2 separate regions of the Pan paniscus genome follow, and region 2 is linked to region 1. Evidence: chromatin contacts called from public Hi-C data. All regions are on one chromosome and are shown on one strand. The core of a region is the stretch at or near the end of the contact, and the rest is flanking DNA. Distances in the headings are between cores, read along the strand shown. Region 1 overlaps OSBPL3 (oxysterol binding protein like 3). Region 2 has its middle 100 kb from the start of OSBPL3.

Region 1 (7,292 bases), core at 3,314-5,813:
CCTGCTCAGAAGCATCTTGCTTTATAAATAAGTATCAATCATCCCTATCAGATCAAGGCCATACTTTTCTTAAAAGGGATTTTGATAGCAAAGCAGCATAATAAAGGAAAAACACTTTTTTTTTTTTTTAAATTGAGATAGGGTCTCACCCCTTCACCCAGGCTGGAGTGCAGTGGCACGATCACAGCTCACTGTAGCCTCAACCTCCCCAGGCTCAAATGATCCTCCCACCTCAGCCTCCTGAGTAGCTGGGACTACAGGTGCGTGCCACCACTATGCCTGGCTAATTTTTGTATTTTTTCTAGAGACAGGGTCTTGTCATGTTGCCCATATTGGTCTCAAACTCCTGGACTTAAGCAATCTGCCCGCCTTGGCCTCCCAAAGTGCTGGGATTACAGATGTGAGCCACTGCGCCCAGCTAAAACCACCATTCTTAATCTTGTTAGGAAGTGGAAATGAGTTTTTAATAAGCATCTATTCAGGGAACTTTGGTCTCCAGGAGGCATTTCCATTTGAGGGAGAAACATTTTTTAAAAGTGAGCTTGCCAAAAGGAGGAACATTTAAACCTACTGTCAGACAGATTAAAAGAAAAAATACACACTCAATGAAACTGCCGGGGGCGGGGGTGGGCATCCTGTCCCCAAAGCAAAATCTTGGCCCTAAATTCCATAAAGCTCCTTAACCACAGAAGAAGAACTTACACTGGCAGAGTCACATGGGTTGTGCCAATTGGAACAATTTCCATGGATTTGCCCCAGAATTTGTTTTTCCATCTCACATCTGAAATGAAATACCAAATATTACATTTTTAGCAGGAGAGTTAGGTAGATGAAATAGTTCCTAGGCTAGATAAATGATCAATCGCTATATAGTACAACCTCTTCACAATCAAGTCAATTATTGTATAGGATAACTTTTCATAAAATATAAGTACCAACCCCATATGGGCCCTTGGAGCAGAATCAGGGAAACTAAAATGATAAGATAAAGTCCTTTCCATGAATGCGAGAAGTGAAAACAAGTAGTAAGCACACAGAGAGGCCCAGGCTATAACTGTGTTATAAGGTAAAATGACACCTGAGAAGAAGGAGTGACGAATATGCTTGGAGAAAGCATCAGAAGAGGCTTGTCAGAAAGGGCCATCTAAATGGGGCTTTGAGGAATAAGCAGGAGTTCACTGGGCAGAGAAAAAGCAATTTAAGGCCAAATAAATAGCTTGTCTGAGGGGACAGAAGTATAGGAAAACACAGTCAAATAGTGTGGTTCTGTCCTATAGGTCTCAGATTGTCTTATCTAGAGAAGAGTAGAAAGGTTGAGAACAAAACCAGGTGCAGTGGCTCATGCCTGTAATCCTAGCACTTTGGGAGGCAGAGGTGGGTGGATCATTTGAGATCAGGAGTTCGAGACCAGCACAGCCAACATGGCGAAACCCCTTCTCTATTAAAAATACAAAAATTAGCTGGGCGTTGTGGTGGGTGCCTGTAGTCCCAGCTGCTCAGGAGGCTGAGGCAGGAACCCGAGAGGTGGAGGTTGCAGTGAGCCAAGATCATGCCATTGCACTCCAGCCTGGGTGATGGAGTGAGATTCTGCCAAAACAAAACAAAACAAAACAAAACAAAACAAAAAACTGAAAACGAAAAACAATGGGCTCTCCAAGCCTGGCTAAGAGTCTGGTTTGTGTGCGCTGAGTGGAAATAATCAGGCCACTGATGTGATTAGACATGGACCTTGCAAAGGCAATTGGAAGCCATATGGAGAATGGAACAGGAGTAGGAGAGAGGAGAAGCAAGGCGACAAGTTAAGAGGCTACTGCAATTGCCCAGGGGATAACAAACGGGATGAAGGGAACCAAGACAACAGACGTGGGGAAGTGAGTGAGCCCAGAAATACTAAAGAAGAAGAAATAGGCACTAGGTCAACTAGGTGACAAGTTAGATACAGACTGAAAAAGAAAGAATTTATGAACAATATCAGATTTCTCTAACTTGCAATGAATGGTGGCACCAACAGAGAAGCCAGGAAATAGAAAAAGAACAGCAAGAGGATCCCATCTGGCTGCTGCACTGAGGATCTACAGATCACAGGGAAATCAGGGTTGAAGCAGGGGGGACAGTGGGGAGCCCTGGCTGGGGTCCAGGTGAGAGAGGTGGGTCTGAGACCAGCGAGCACAGTGGGCCTCATATTGTATAATCCTATTCATATAAAATGCCCCAAACAGGCACATTTATAGACTGGGGAATATTGAGAGAAATGGGGCAGGTGGCAGAGGGGGAGGGTAATATTTGCTAAAAAGGATTCTTTTTGGAGTGATGAAAATGTTCTAAAATTAACTGTGCTGATAACTGCACAGTTTATTAAATTCACAATTCTGTGAATAAAAACCATTGAATTGCACACTTTACACGGGTGAATGATATGGTATATAAGTTATATGTTCATAAAATTGTTACTAAGAGAAAAAAAAGATAGCTGGCTGTTTAAAGCAAAAGTATTAACAATGTACCACATGGTTTATGATATACAGAAGATATATTAAAAAATAGTAGAGAGGTTGGGAAGGGAAAATGGAAGTATACTTCTGTAAATCTCACTATATGAAACTGGCATAATATTATTTGATGATATTAAAAATATATAACATAAATCCTAAAGTAACAACTTTAACAAGAAACAAAACAGGTAAGTATAGCTAATAAACTAACAGGGGAGATGAAAGAGAATGATAGAAATTATTCAATCCAAAAGGCAGAGAAAGAGGAAACAGAGAACAAAGAACGGATGTGACAAACAGAAAAGAAACATCATGAGGGCAGATTTAAGCCCAGCTACATCTACAATCACAACAAACGGAAATGGTTTACACAACCTACATAAAAGGCAGAGAAATGTCAGGCTGGGTTACAAAGCAAGATTTGGGAATCCTAGGCCCATGGAAATAGGTAGATTGCTCAGGAAAAGGCTGATGGGGAAGGATGGCCTAGGAGAAGGATGCTAAGGCTGAGAAGGGAAGGATGTAACACAGGAGCACACAAAACTACTTTGAGAAGACCCCTCGCATTAAAAAAAAATCCAACTTTTGGCTGTGCGCAGTGGCTCATGCCTGTAATCCCAGCATTTTGGGAGGCCGAGGCAGGCGGATCACAAGGTCAAGAGATCAAGACCATCCTGGCCAACATGGTGAAACCCCATCTCTACTAAAAATACAAAAATTAGCTGGGCATAGTGGCGCATGCCTGTAGTCCCAGCTACTCGGGAGGCTGAGGCAGGAGAATCACTTGAACACGGGAGACGGAGGTTGCAGTGAGCCGAGATCGCACCACTGCACTCCAGCCTGGCAACAGACCGAGACTCCATTTAAAAAAAAAAAAAAAAAAAAAATCCAACTTTTGAAAAAACAAAGAAGAGGTGCTTATAGCATGAGTGAGATTTACCAATTAGGAGGCTAGGAACCTTATGAGAATATTTCCAGAGGGTTTTGGTGAGAGAGCAGTTTCAATTTTAAACTTTAATAGCAAAGGTGAAGAAAGAAAACCATGGTACTTGTCACTTTAAACCGGAAATACTGATTGCCTCCAAAGAGAGAAACTGAGTGGCTGGGGAAGGGGGTTACAGTATACTGTTTCATACTTTTAAAGTTTAAAGTTTAAAGACTGCGTGTGTGTGTGTGCCTGTGTGTGTAAAGGCAATGTGTGATATCACTAGTAGCAGAGAAAAATATTTTTAAAATGTGTATGTGCTCACTGTCTAAAAACCTAGGATGCTTATATTTTCCTTCTACAGTACACTTTTTTTTAATAAATTGAGAGATTAACAAAATTAATCCATCTAGGAAATATCTATAGCCTTATTTATTCTTTAGAAGATTTACCCACCCACCCCCAACTCAAAATATAAACTGAACAAAATTTTAGGAACAATCATCTCAAAAATGAAAAGAAGTAAGCAATGTAAAACACGACTTCAGAAATAAAATTTAAGTTTGACAAAAGCTGAAAACCCCTCTGCTGTCTACACTCTGATAAACAACTGTAAATATTTAATGTCTCTTGAAATATGTGAGGCGTTTCAAATGATTTTTACATAAGATAAAGTTACAGAAATAAATGGAAGTGGCTCAGATAAACTAAGTGAGAGATAAGAGGCAAGAACAGGTGGCGCAGATCCTTCCAACCAGGCCCAAATCCAAGGACCACTTTTGATCTCAGTAAGAACTGACAGCAATTCTTGGATAAAATAAATAGATAACATATTACACAATATAATGGAAGTAAAATGTATTAGCACATTACCTTGCCAGAAAACAAAATTTCTAGACTCAGCATGACACGCAGAGATAGGCGGATGGTGGCTGACCTGATGGAAACAAAGGACAGAAAAACAAAAAAATGAATGAACTTTTGTGTCTCATGAAATCCATTCTTTCTCCCCTGCACTGAGATGTAAGAGCGTGCAAGGCTGAACCGAAGGAAAAACTTCTTTAGTTTCCCTCAACAAGTCTGTCCTCAAGAGGGCGCTCCTGATACAGTCAGCTCCCACTTGCTCAAATTGGTCAAGGCTGAGGGGAAGGCCCTTGAACGGAAGCCTCCAGAAGCCTCCGTGGGAGGGCGGCCAGGTGGCGAGTGATGAGGATAGAGACGCATTTTGAAAGACATAAAAATAAAAACGGAGACATGTGAGGACTGCTCACCCATAACATATAATTTGACATTGGCTACCAATGTCAACATCTCTTATTAGCTGTTCTGAAAGTAGCTGCAGATGTTTTAATTAAGATATCAAATAACAAGTATTTTAAATGCAACCCAAAATGTTCTTCCTCGGGCTCAGCCAATTTAACTCTTGAAAACTCTGCATCATAAAGTCCAGCCTCTTTTCAAATCACCTACAAGAAGACCGATGCAAGGTAATTTTTTTAAAAAAGAGTGTTTCTATTAAAAAAAAAAAAAAAAGGTAAACACAATTGTTGAGGAAATGTTAGTCAACTGTTAAGAAAATTTTATTTATTTTTGGTCTAATAAAACTATCTTGAGCAAATAAGTAATCTCATTCCAGAAAAGAGAGTCCCCTGGAGCAGAGACTGCCCTTTGGCAAGGGGTCATTACTCATTTTATTCAGCAGTGAAGAGGCTGAAGAGAAAATGGCTCCTCCCTCTGTTTCCTTATTATCTCAGTCACACTCAGGGAACGTTGAGAGGTGTATATGCTGTCATTCTAATTCAGCACTGGTGAAACCACAGTAATGCTGCCAGGGGTGTTTCCAGAAAGTTCTCTGATGTAGCTGATTCTTAACAGAGGTGTCTTACATTGAGAGTATCTAGCTCAAAGCCTGCACCTTATAAAAGAAGAGACTGAAACCAGAAAGATTAAGTAACATTTCCCAAGCCACACCGATAGTCAGGGAAGAGGTAGAGGTAAGTCCCAGCAGTTTTGGTTTACCTCACTGGTTTTCAAACTTTGCAAAAAAAAAGAAAAAAAAATGTTTTAAGCAGCTGTACAGTTTTCAAACCCATCTTATCAAGAACCCAGAATACTGAGCCCTTGCTTGAGATAAACAGGTGGGGAGGAAGGGAGGGCAGTGGGTGACAAATCCACAGCTGTTCACCTTCCTTGGGACCCTCAGCTGAGGAACATGGTTTGAAAACTACTTCTGTATGCCAGGCCTCCAGCAGGAGGACTGCACAGCTGGGAGGATGTGGTCACACACGCCACACCCAGATGTGACTCATGGGATTACAGCCATACCAGTGTGGGCCAAAGAAAGGTAGAGACAAAGACGTAAATCATGTAGGTATCTTTCAGATTCCTCAATAAACACAAACGCCAGTTGCAATACAAAGCAGGAGACTCAAATCTGCTGCTCTTTGGTTTGTCTTGGTTCCCATGTGCCTCCTAAGAACGTGAGCCCTTCTGTGCCTGTGGGATTTTCAAGGGCAACTTTCACTTCAAGCACTGACTTAGAAACCTAATCCCATAATGTAACTCTCTGATTTCCTTTGATGTTGTCTTTTTTCTTTTTTTGAGACAGGGTCTCACTCTGCCACCCAGGCTGGAGTGCAGGGGCACAATCACAGCCCACTACAGCCTTGACCTCCAGGGCTCAAGTGATCCTCCTGTCTCAGCCTCTCAAGTTGCTGGGACTAAAGGTGTGTGCCACCATGCCCGGCTCATTTTTTCACTTTTTGTAGGGATGGGGTCATGCTATGTTGCCCAGACTGGTCCGGAACTCCTGGCCTCAAGTGATCTTCCCGCCTCAGCCTCCCAAAGTGCTGGGATTACAGGTGTGAGCCACCATATCCAGTTATCTTTTTTAAAAAAATCCTACCACTTGGAGATACCTTATATTAATAAATGCTACATTCTTCTCCTTTTCTTCACTAGCTGTCTCTCGATGAAAACAACAGATAGCTTTGAAACCATGGGATCATATAAAACAAAATCAAGGTGCAGTGGCATAGCCCTGTAATTCCAGCTACTTGGGAGGCTGAGGCAGAAGGATCCCTTGAGCCCAGGATCCAGGAGTTCAAGACCAGCCTGGGCAACATAGTGAGACACTATCTATAATAATAATAACCATTAATCAGCTCAAGACAATCCCCACTCCCCACTTCTCCACCCCACCTGGCATGACCCACTATGAAATGGAAGGAAAGCTATGAAATGTTCCTCTCCCCCATAATGTAAACATATTTTAAAGTGGATTATTATGAAGTAGATTATATTCATCCCACAAAAACAATGTAGCAATGTGGGAGAGGAGCACTATAGCTTTGATGAAGAATTTGGCATCTTTACAGGTATGGCCGAATGTAAACACAGTATATAAAAACCATACGCCTCTTCTGTAATAATTTTAAACCCCATAAAACAGGGATAAATATACTATCCATATGAATTACAAGAGAACCCCTACAGTAAACACACATCTCATAAAAACCCAACCTTGATTTTTTTAAACTATTGTGTTAGATAATGAATGAATGTTTAGCAGATTATGTTTAGATGGGTTCAACACATTTTCTGAATAAGTCTCAACCTTCAAGTATCAGTAACTTTGCTTATTTCTTTATGGCTTACACAGGCCTTTGGGAATGGTTTATTTGGCCCACATTGCTTTTAAGAGTTTTACAAAGCTTTCTGGGGAGATTTACATTGATAGCTTATTATTTTGTATATTTCCTCCTATTTCTGGAGCATCTGCCATGTGCTGCACTAGTGTCTGGGAACGAGGGAAAGGTTTTTGTTGTTCCATGGACCTGGGCCCTGACTGCAGCATCATCTGCTGGCTGTATGAC
Region 2 (7,591 bases), core at 776-3,275, 260 kb after region 1:
CATATTTTTTAAGTGATGAGGGAAAAGAATTGTCAACTTAGGATTTTATATCCTGAAAAAATAGCTTTTCAGAATGAAGGTGAAATAAAGACATTCTGAGAGGAGGAAAACTAAAGAAATGTGTCTCCAGCAGAACTCCTCTAAAAGAAATGCTAAAGCAAGTCCTTCAGGGCAAAGGGAAATAATACCAGAGAGAAATCTGTATCTTCAAGAGCGAAGACAAAGTAGCAGGAATGAGAGCTGTCTGTTTTGTCATATATATATTTATATATTTATATATATGTATGAATCTGTATATGTACATATATATGTATGTATATATGTGTGTATATATATAATTATTTTTTCCTCTTAAGCCTTTTAAATATTTATGACTACTGAAAACAAAAAATTATAAAATTATGTGGTGGGATTTTCAATGTAATGCATGTAATATATGTGACAACTATAACACAAAATTCTAGGGGGAGGTGGTTCAAAGAAGTCTATATACAATTGCAAGCCTTCTACATTTTACTTGGCCTTGTAAATATTAATGCTGGCCGGGCACGGTGGCACATGCCTGTAATTCCAGCACTTTGGGAGGCTGAGGCGGGTGGATCACAAGGTCAGGAGATCGAGACCATCCTGGCTAACACGGTGAAACCCCGTCTCTACTAAAAATACAAAAATTAGCCGGGTGTGGTGGCAGGTGCTTGTAGTCCCAGCTACTCGGGAGGCTGAGGCAGGAGAATGGCGTGAACCTGGGAGGCGGAGCTTGCAGTGAGCCAAGATCGTGCCACTGCACTCCAGCCTGGGCAACAGAGCGAGACTCCGTCTCGAAAAAAAAAAAATTATGCTAAATAAACTATGAAAGCTTAGAAATGTAATTATAATCCCTAGAGTAATCACTAAAAGAAAAAAATGCAGAGATATAGACAAAAATTCAAACGCTACATTAAAATGAAATACCAAAAAGTATTCCAAGAACGCAGAAGAAGGCAGCACAGGGAGAACAGAGAAACAAAAAACAGAGACAACAAACAAATAACAAAATAATAATTGTGGACAAAAATCCTACCACATCAATAATTACATTAAATATAAATGATCTGAATATACCAATTAAAAGATATTGTCATACTGCATGAAAAACAAGACCCAATTATAAACTGGGCACAGAGGCTCATGCCTATATTCCCAACACTTTGGGAGGCTGAGGTGGGAGAAACATACGAGCCCAACTCGAGGCTGCAGTGAGCTATGATCGCACCACTGAATTCTAGCCTGGGCAACAGGACAAGAGCCTGTCCCTAAAATATAAAATTAAATTAAAATTTAACCAGTTAAGAGTGAGATTACATCATGATAAAGGAGAATTCTCCAGGACCACATAACAATCGTAACTGTGTACACACCTAATAGCAGAGTTTCAAATTGCAGAAGCAAAAACCAATGAAACAGCAAGGAAAAAGAGACAAATTCACAATTATAATTGTCTTTAACACTCCTCTCAGTAATTGTTAGAATAAGTAGACAGAAACTGATCAAAGAAAGAGAACACCTGAACAACACTGTCAAGTAACTGGATCTAACTGCCATTTCTAGAAATCTCTACCCAACCTTAGCAGGACACACACTCTTTTCAAGTGCACGTGAAACGTTCACCAAGATAAACCATTTTCTGGGCCATAAAACAATCAACACATTGAAAAGAATTGAAATCACACAAAGTGTGTTCTCTGATCAGGAGATAATTAAACTAGTAATCAATAACAGAAAGATATCTGGAAATCCAAAATATTTGTGAGTTAATATGTAATAAATATTGCCTGAATATTTTCCCACGGGTTTTAGCAAAACTCATTCCCATGTATGGAGAGTGCTTATTTCCTTCAGAGCACTTCTTTCTTCAAAGGTGGTTTGGAAGACTAAGAGGTTCATGAATGATCTCTGTGGTATAAATGCCTTAGAAGGGGAAGTATGTATAACAGAAATAGCACGGGATTTGGGGCTACCTGGTTGTGTAACATTGAATAAGATGCTCCACCTCTCTAAGTTTCACTTCCCCATTGAAGAGTCACCACTGAAGCCTCTGGTGTCCAACTATCTGGTTTCCAATCCTGATGCCATCACTTACTGATATGTGATCTTGGCAAGTGAACTAACCTCCCTTTGCTTCCGTTTCATCATCTGTATAGTCACAGTAATAATAATACAGGTTGGTATATGTCCTGGCTCGCTTGGGACAGTCCTGGCTTACCCTTGTTCTTCCACTATGATTATTAATAATATCCTGGTTAGGGTGATAAATGGTGTGCTCAGTCTAATAACAGTAGCTATGTATTACAGGGTTGTTAAAACAATTAGGCTAGTTGTTATGGATAAAGTGTTTTAGAATGGTGCCAGGCAGCCAGGCTCAATCAATATTGGAGTGCCTGCCAGAGTCCAGTTACTTTTCTAGGGGCTAGGATATGGTGGTAAACAGGGCAGACACTACACTCAGAGCATCTGGGGTGTGGCAGAGTGGCTAAGTGCACCGGCTCTGCTGCTAGCCTACCTGAGTGTGAATCCTGGCCTGTTCCCTATTAGCTATGCAGCCTTGAGCAAGTGATTTTACTTCATACCTGTAATATGAGTTGCTATGAAGATTGAATGGGTTAAAATTTGCAAAGCACTTAGACCAATAACTGGCATATAAGTGCAACTAAATACTTGTTAAATCAAATAAATATAACAATTCTAAATGTTGGAAAGATTAAATGCATTAGTACAGTCATGTGCTGCATGACATTTTGGCCAATGGCGAGCCACCTATGCAACTATGGTTCCATAAGATCGTAATACCATATTTTTACTGTACCCTTTCTATGTTTGGATATGTTCAGATACACACATACTTGCTGTTGTGTTATAATTGCCTACAGAATTCAGTAGAGTACCATGCCATACAGGTTTGTAGCCTAGGAGCAATAGGCTATAGCATCTAGCCTGGGTGTGCAGTAGCCTTTACTAAACCTACACTACCTAGGTTTGTGTAAGTACACTGTATGATGTTCATACAATGATGAAATCACCTAACTATGCATTTCTCGGAACATATTCCCATCGTTAAGTGGCGCATCACTGTATACACAAACGCACTTATACCGGAGATTTGCCGTTTTTAAAGTAAAATTGTCCCTTCTGGTGTTTTTTTCTTTTCAAAATAAAGCAAGACTCCTCCAAAGGTGGATCGATAGCTCCTCTACTTCTAGAGACAAAAGACTGCCAGGAACTTTCAGAGGAATTTTTTTTTCTTTTTCTTTTTCTTTTTCTTTTTCTTTTTTAAGATGGAGTCTTGCTCTGTCACTCAGGCTGGAGTGCAATGGTGCGATCTCAGCTCACTGCAACCTCCGCCTCCCAGGGTCAAGCAATTCTCCCGCCTCAGCCTCCTAAGTAGCTGGGATTACAGGCGCCTGCTACCATGCTGGGCTAATTTTTGTATTTTTAGTAGTGACAGGGTTTTACCATGTTGGCCAGGCTGGTCTTGAACTCCTGACCTCAGGCGATCCGCCCGCCTTGGCCTCCCAAAGTGCTGGGATTATAGGCATGAGCCACCGTGCCTAGCCAGACTTTTTTTTCTAGCTTTAAAAAAGACCCAGATAATCCAAACTACAGTCCTATCATGTTATCACAACCATAAGAAGTGGATATTATGAATATCATTCTCACAAGTAAACAGAGGCTCAAAGGCTCACCAAAGTCACAGAGCTTTCTGTCTTTTTGATCAAATCTTTAGGCCAGAAGCAGTGGCTCATACCTGTCCTATAATCCCAGCACTTTGGGAGGCTGAGGTGGGTGGATCACTTGAGGTCAGGAGTTCAAGACCAGCCAGGCCAATATGGTGAAACTCCGTCTCTACTAAAAAATACAAAAATTATAGCCAGGTATAGTGGCACACGCCTATAATCCCAGCTACTTGAGAGGCTGAGGCAGGAGAATAGCATGAACCTGGGAGGCAGAGGCTGCAGTGAGCAGAGATCGCACCACTGCACTCTAGCCTGGGGGACAGAGCGACACTTTGTCTCAAGGAAGAAAAACATCTTTAGCAAAGGTCTTGAGGTGAATGTTGCATTTCAGTGTGTTTGCTAGAGGACAGCTAGCAAACTTCATTTGCTAGATCAGGCCAGAACAAGTACACATAACACACTATCAACGCAAATGTGAAGAAGCTAGATTGCTCCATTATTAGAGATAGAAAAGCTGTAATCGTGAAACCTTGATTCAAACAGGCCATCTAACTCTGAAGATCACGTATAGAAAATTGCAGTGACAGGAAAAGACCCCGAAGCTGCTGAATACTAGGTTCACGAGTCAGCCCTCCTCTTTTGTGGGATAGGATAACACACCCTCCCAAGTGCGCCACTCACAGCTTAACTATATGTGACTTAGTGCAAGGGCCCTCCTCACCATTCACCCCCAGCTTTGACAGATTTCAACCCCATTATTGTTACCAACAACCATAAGCACGGAAGTGTTTTGTTTTCTCATTGTCAAGGGAGTCCAGACATTCCTGATAGCAAATGTATGTGTGTCAATGTAACCTTGACAGACGGAAACTCAAACTCAAGTACAATGGCAACCTTTATATGCTGTAATATATGCACAATGATGGACTTGGTAATGCTTCTCCCTCGCCCCCAACTTCTTAGAATGTGCAAAATGTGCCTGTTAAATATCATAATCCTTTTTACTCTGAGCGCCTTTTCCCCTGGAGCCTTGCAAGTGCTCTCCACGTAATGGCCTATTTTTAAGAGTCCTCTTGAGACTGAAATGACATTCGGGCCTTAAATCTAATGATATCAGAGCCTGTCCTCATTTTAAACATTTCTAATATGATCAGAAAGACGCCTGAAAAATGAGCCCTTCTTGCCCTTGGCTTCTCATGTGCCCTAGGGAAGTCTTGATTTAGATAGAAGACGCCCCCCTAACTCAAGTGCAAGGTGCAACAGCTGCTGACATATGTGACTGTGAGCTGATGTTGAAAATTTCTGAGGTAGGGCACAAACCTTTGACCCATCTCCCAGGCTTCTCTGGATAATATGTGGTTTTTTACAGATCAAAAAGGAGACAGATAAGAAAATGAGGACTGAAAATCTTAGAATTATGAAAGAGAGAATCATATACATTTTCTCTTTAAATACTAATCATTTAAAATGTGTAATTTTAAGGATGCATTAAACCTGTTTGACTGTCCTCACAAGAGAAACTTCCTTCCTTTTCTTAATTCTGTTCCTGGACTTCTCCCCAGCTATTAGCTACAGCCAGCAGTGAAGTCCCATTGAGTATTCTGTGCACTACTGGAAATCCTGTGATTCACTCCGTGGGCGGTGCTGAATTAATTGTTAATCTGGTAGTGGGTGTTACTTTTTCTACTAGATTGTGAATTTCTAACTCTTGAGATGTCAGGTAAAAGCGCTTCTGAGAGAAGAAAAAGGATACAAGGACAAAGAATCTGAGATTTGCTTTCTCTCTGGAAGCCTTTTCATCTTCTTGCCATAGGGAACAGTTGAACCATCAAAAGCCCATTTATAATTAGTGTTAGTGAAACCAGGGGCTTTGGGGAATATTGGTCGCGAACAAAGGCAAGATTGGCAAATCTTGTTAAATTTTGTTAAACGGAAGACCCAGGATTTTTAAAAGCTGAAATACAGAATATAATATTAGTAAACTCATATGATTCTGCTTAAGATAATTTTTAAAACAAATGTTAAAAGGGTAAATTTTTAAAAAGAAAATTATATATATGTACTTTTATATATATGTAGGAACGTACATATATATATGTATATACATAGGCATGTACTTTTTCCTGGAAATTACCACAGCTACAATATGTCACTGGTCTATATCATGTTAATTACCACTTGATCTATGAGAGAAATCTGAGCGTGAGGTAATTCAGCACTGTCACCCAACTGGCCACATTAATCTTGAGCATTTTCCCCAGGGGATTAAATTCTGTCACCTGATGTGGCTACCAAGGTGAAATACATCCTCTCTCCTATGCTTTGCTAAGGACAGAGAGGGGCCAATTTGAGCTGTGCTAGAACAGGTTTGTTTGAATGGAGCCAGCATGTGAGCCCACTCAGACAATGGTCTGAGTTCTTCATTGAAGTCGTCTTCTTCCTCTGGTTCCAGTGTAGCCAGTGATGCAATTTGGTTTGCCCTTTTGCAGTGAGAGCCGATTGGCCATAAGGTACTCAGCCTACGTTTCCTGCTCAAATGCAAGCAAGTCAGTTGATTTACCAGCTCTGAAAATGTTGTGATCTAAACTTGTGCTAATAGAAACCCAAAGAAAGTGACACACATAAGACGTGTGGAAGTGCCTAGGGCTTCTTGGCATTCAGGAGCAGGGAGGGGAGTAGAGCATGCTGTACTTAATCAGGATTCCATTCTATAGCTCTTTACCATCTACGAAATTATTTTTACCACATCCTATTAAAATTGGGAGGCAGCCTTGTTTGGTAGGAAAAGCATAGCTTTGGAGTCAGGCAGAGCTGTATTTGAACCCTGGTGCTGCCACTCAGAAACTCTGGGAGGGACCTCAGGCGCCGAGCACTTTACCCCTCTAACCTCCATTCCTCATTGGTAAGTGTGGGTGATGATGTCCAGCCGATAGGGATGCTGTGAAGGGTGAGAGATACCATATTCAAGTTCTTAGTAGAGAAGCTGATCCAAGGAACATGCTTTGAAAACCAGTGACCTGGATCCTATTACCATCTTCCCATGTTTAGTCTTCTTCCATTCATACTCTTGTGGCTTGCTTTTTTTTTTTTTCTATCTTCTCCTGGGATTTAGAAATTACTTCCGGCCGGGCGCGGTAGTTTATGCCTATAATCCCAGCACTTTGGGAGGCTGAGGCGGGCGGATCACGAGGTCAGGAGTTAGAGACCAGCCTGACCAACATGTGAAACCCCGTCTCTACTAAAAATACAAAAATTAGCCGGGCACAGTGGCGTGCGCCTGTAATCCCAGCTACTCAGGAGGCTGAGGCAGGAGAATCGCTTTCACTCGGGAGGCAGAGGTTGCAAAGAGCCGAGATCGCGCCACAGCACTCCAGCCTGGGTGACAGAGTGATACTCCGTCTCAAAAAAAAAAAAAAAAAGAAAAGAAAAAGAAAAGAAAAAGAAATTACTTCCTTGACAAAATCTCCTGTCTTGAATTACTAGTGCCTTTTTGCTGTTATGAATGGAATTTTTAATCATTTTAAATTTAACTTGGTGTAGAAATGCAGTTTATTTGCATAGGTGTATCTTATACCCTGCAACTCTGACTCTTTCATTTCCTTCATTTTGTCATTGTGGTTGTTGATTTTCCTAAGTATGTCAATAATTGTGTAATCAGTACTTTAACCAAAAGGAAGTACAGTGAAAATAACTTTATTAGTGGGACTGGTTCCTGCCCTTCCCTGTCCCGTGATTTCCCTGGCCAATCTTAATAATTGTTTCAGCTGCAACCCCAATTGGAACTCACACTGGCCAAAGTGGAGCAGCTCTTGGGGGCCCGCTGCTGGGCCAAGTGTGACCTCTTTAGTTTCTGCATGGCAGGGCTCATGGAGGGTTCCAGC

Evidence for each region. A called contact is a pair of places that touch in the nucleus more often than the background predicts.
Region 2: a Hi-C map of fibroblasts shows a contact between it and region 1, with 6 times the contacts expected there. The contact joins two enhancer-like sites. A contact is called at or near these places in 2 of 3 Hi-C or Micro-C datasets (fibroblasts and induced pluripotent stem cells).

Annotation. Positions count from the first base shown.
Region 1 is chr6:29,672,793-29,680,084 of NHGRI_mPanPan1-v2.0_pri, forward strand. It overlaps OSBPL3 (oxysterol binding protein like 3), which reads right to left. Exons shown (of 22, transcript XM_034963825.3): 16 at 4,291-4,354; 17 at 703-781. Among named protein-coding and RNA genes, the nearest start is that of GSDME, 61 kb to the left of the region's middle. Within about 2 kb of position 4,564, at least 1 of the 2 cell types and tissues checked has open chromatin away from gene starts, as enhancers often do.
Region 2 is chr6:29,936,021-29,943,611 of NHGRI_mPanPan1-v2.0_pri, forward strand. No RefSeq gene overlaps it. Among named protein-coding and RNA genes, the nearest start is that of OSBPL3, 100 kb to the left of the region's middle. Within about 2 kb of position 2,026, at least 1 of the 2 cell types and tissues checked has open chromatin away from gene starts, as enhancers often do.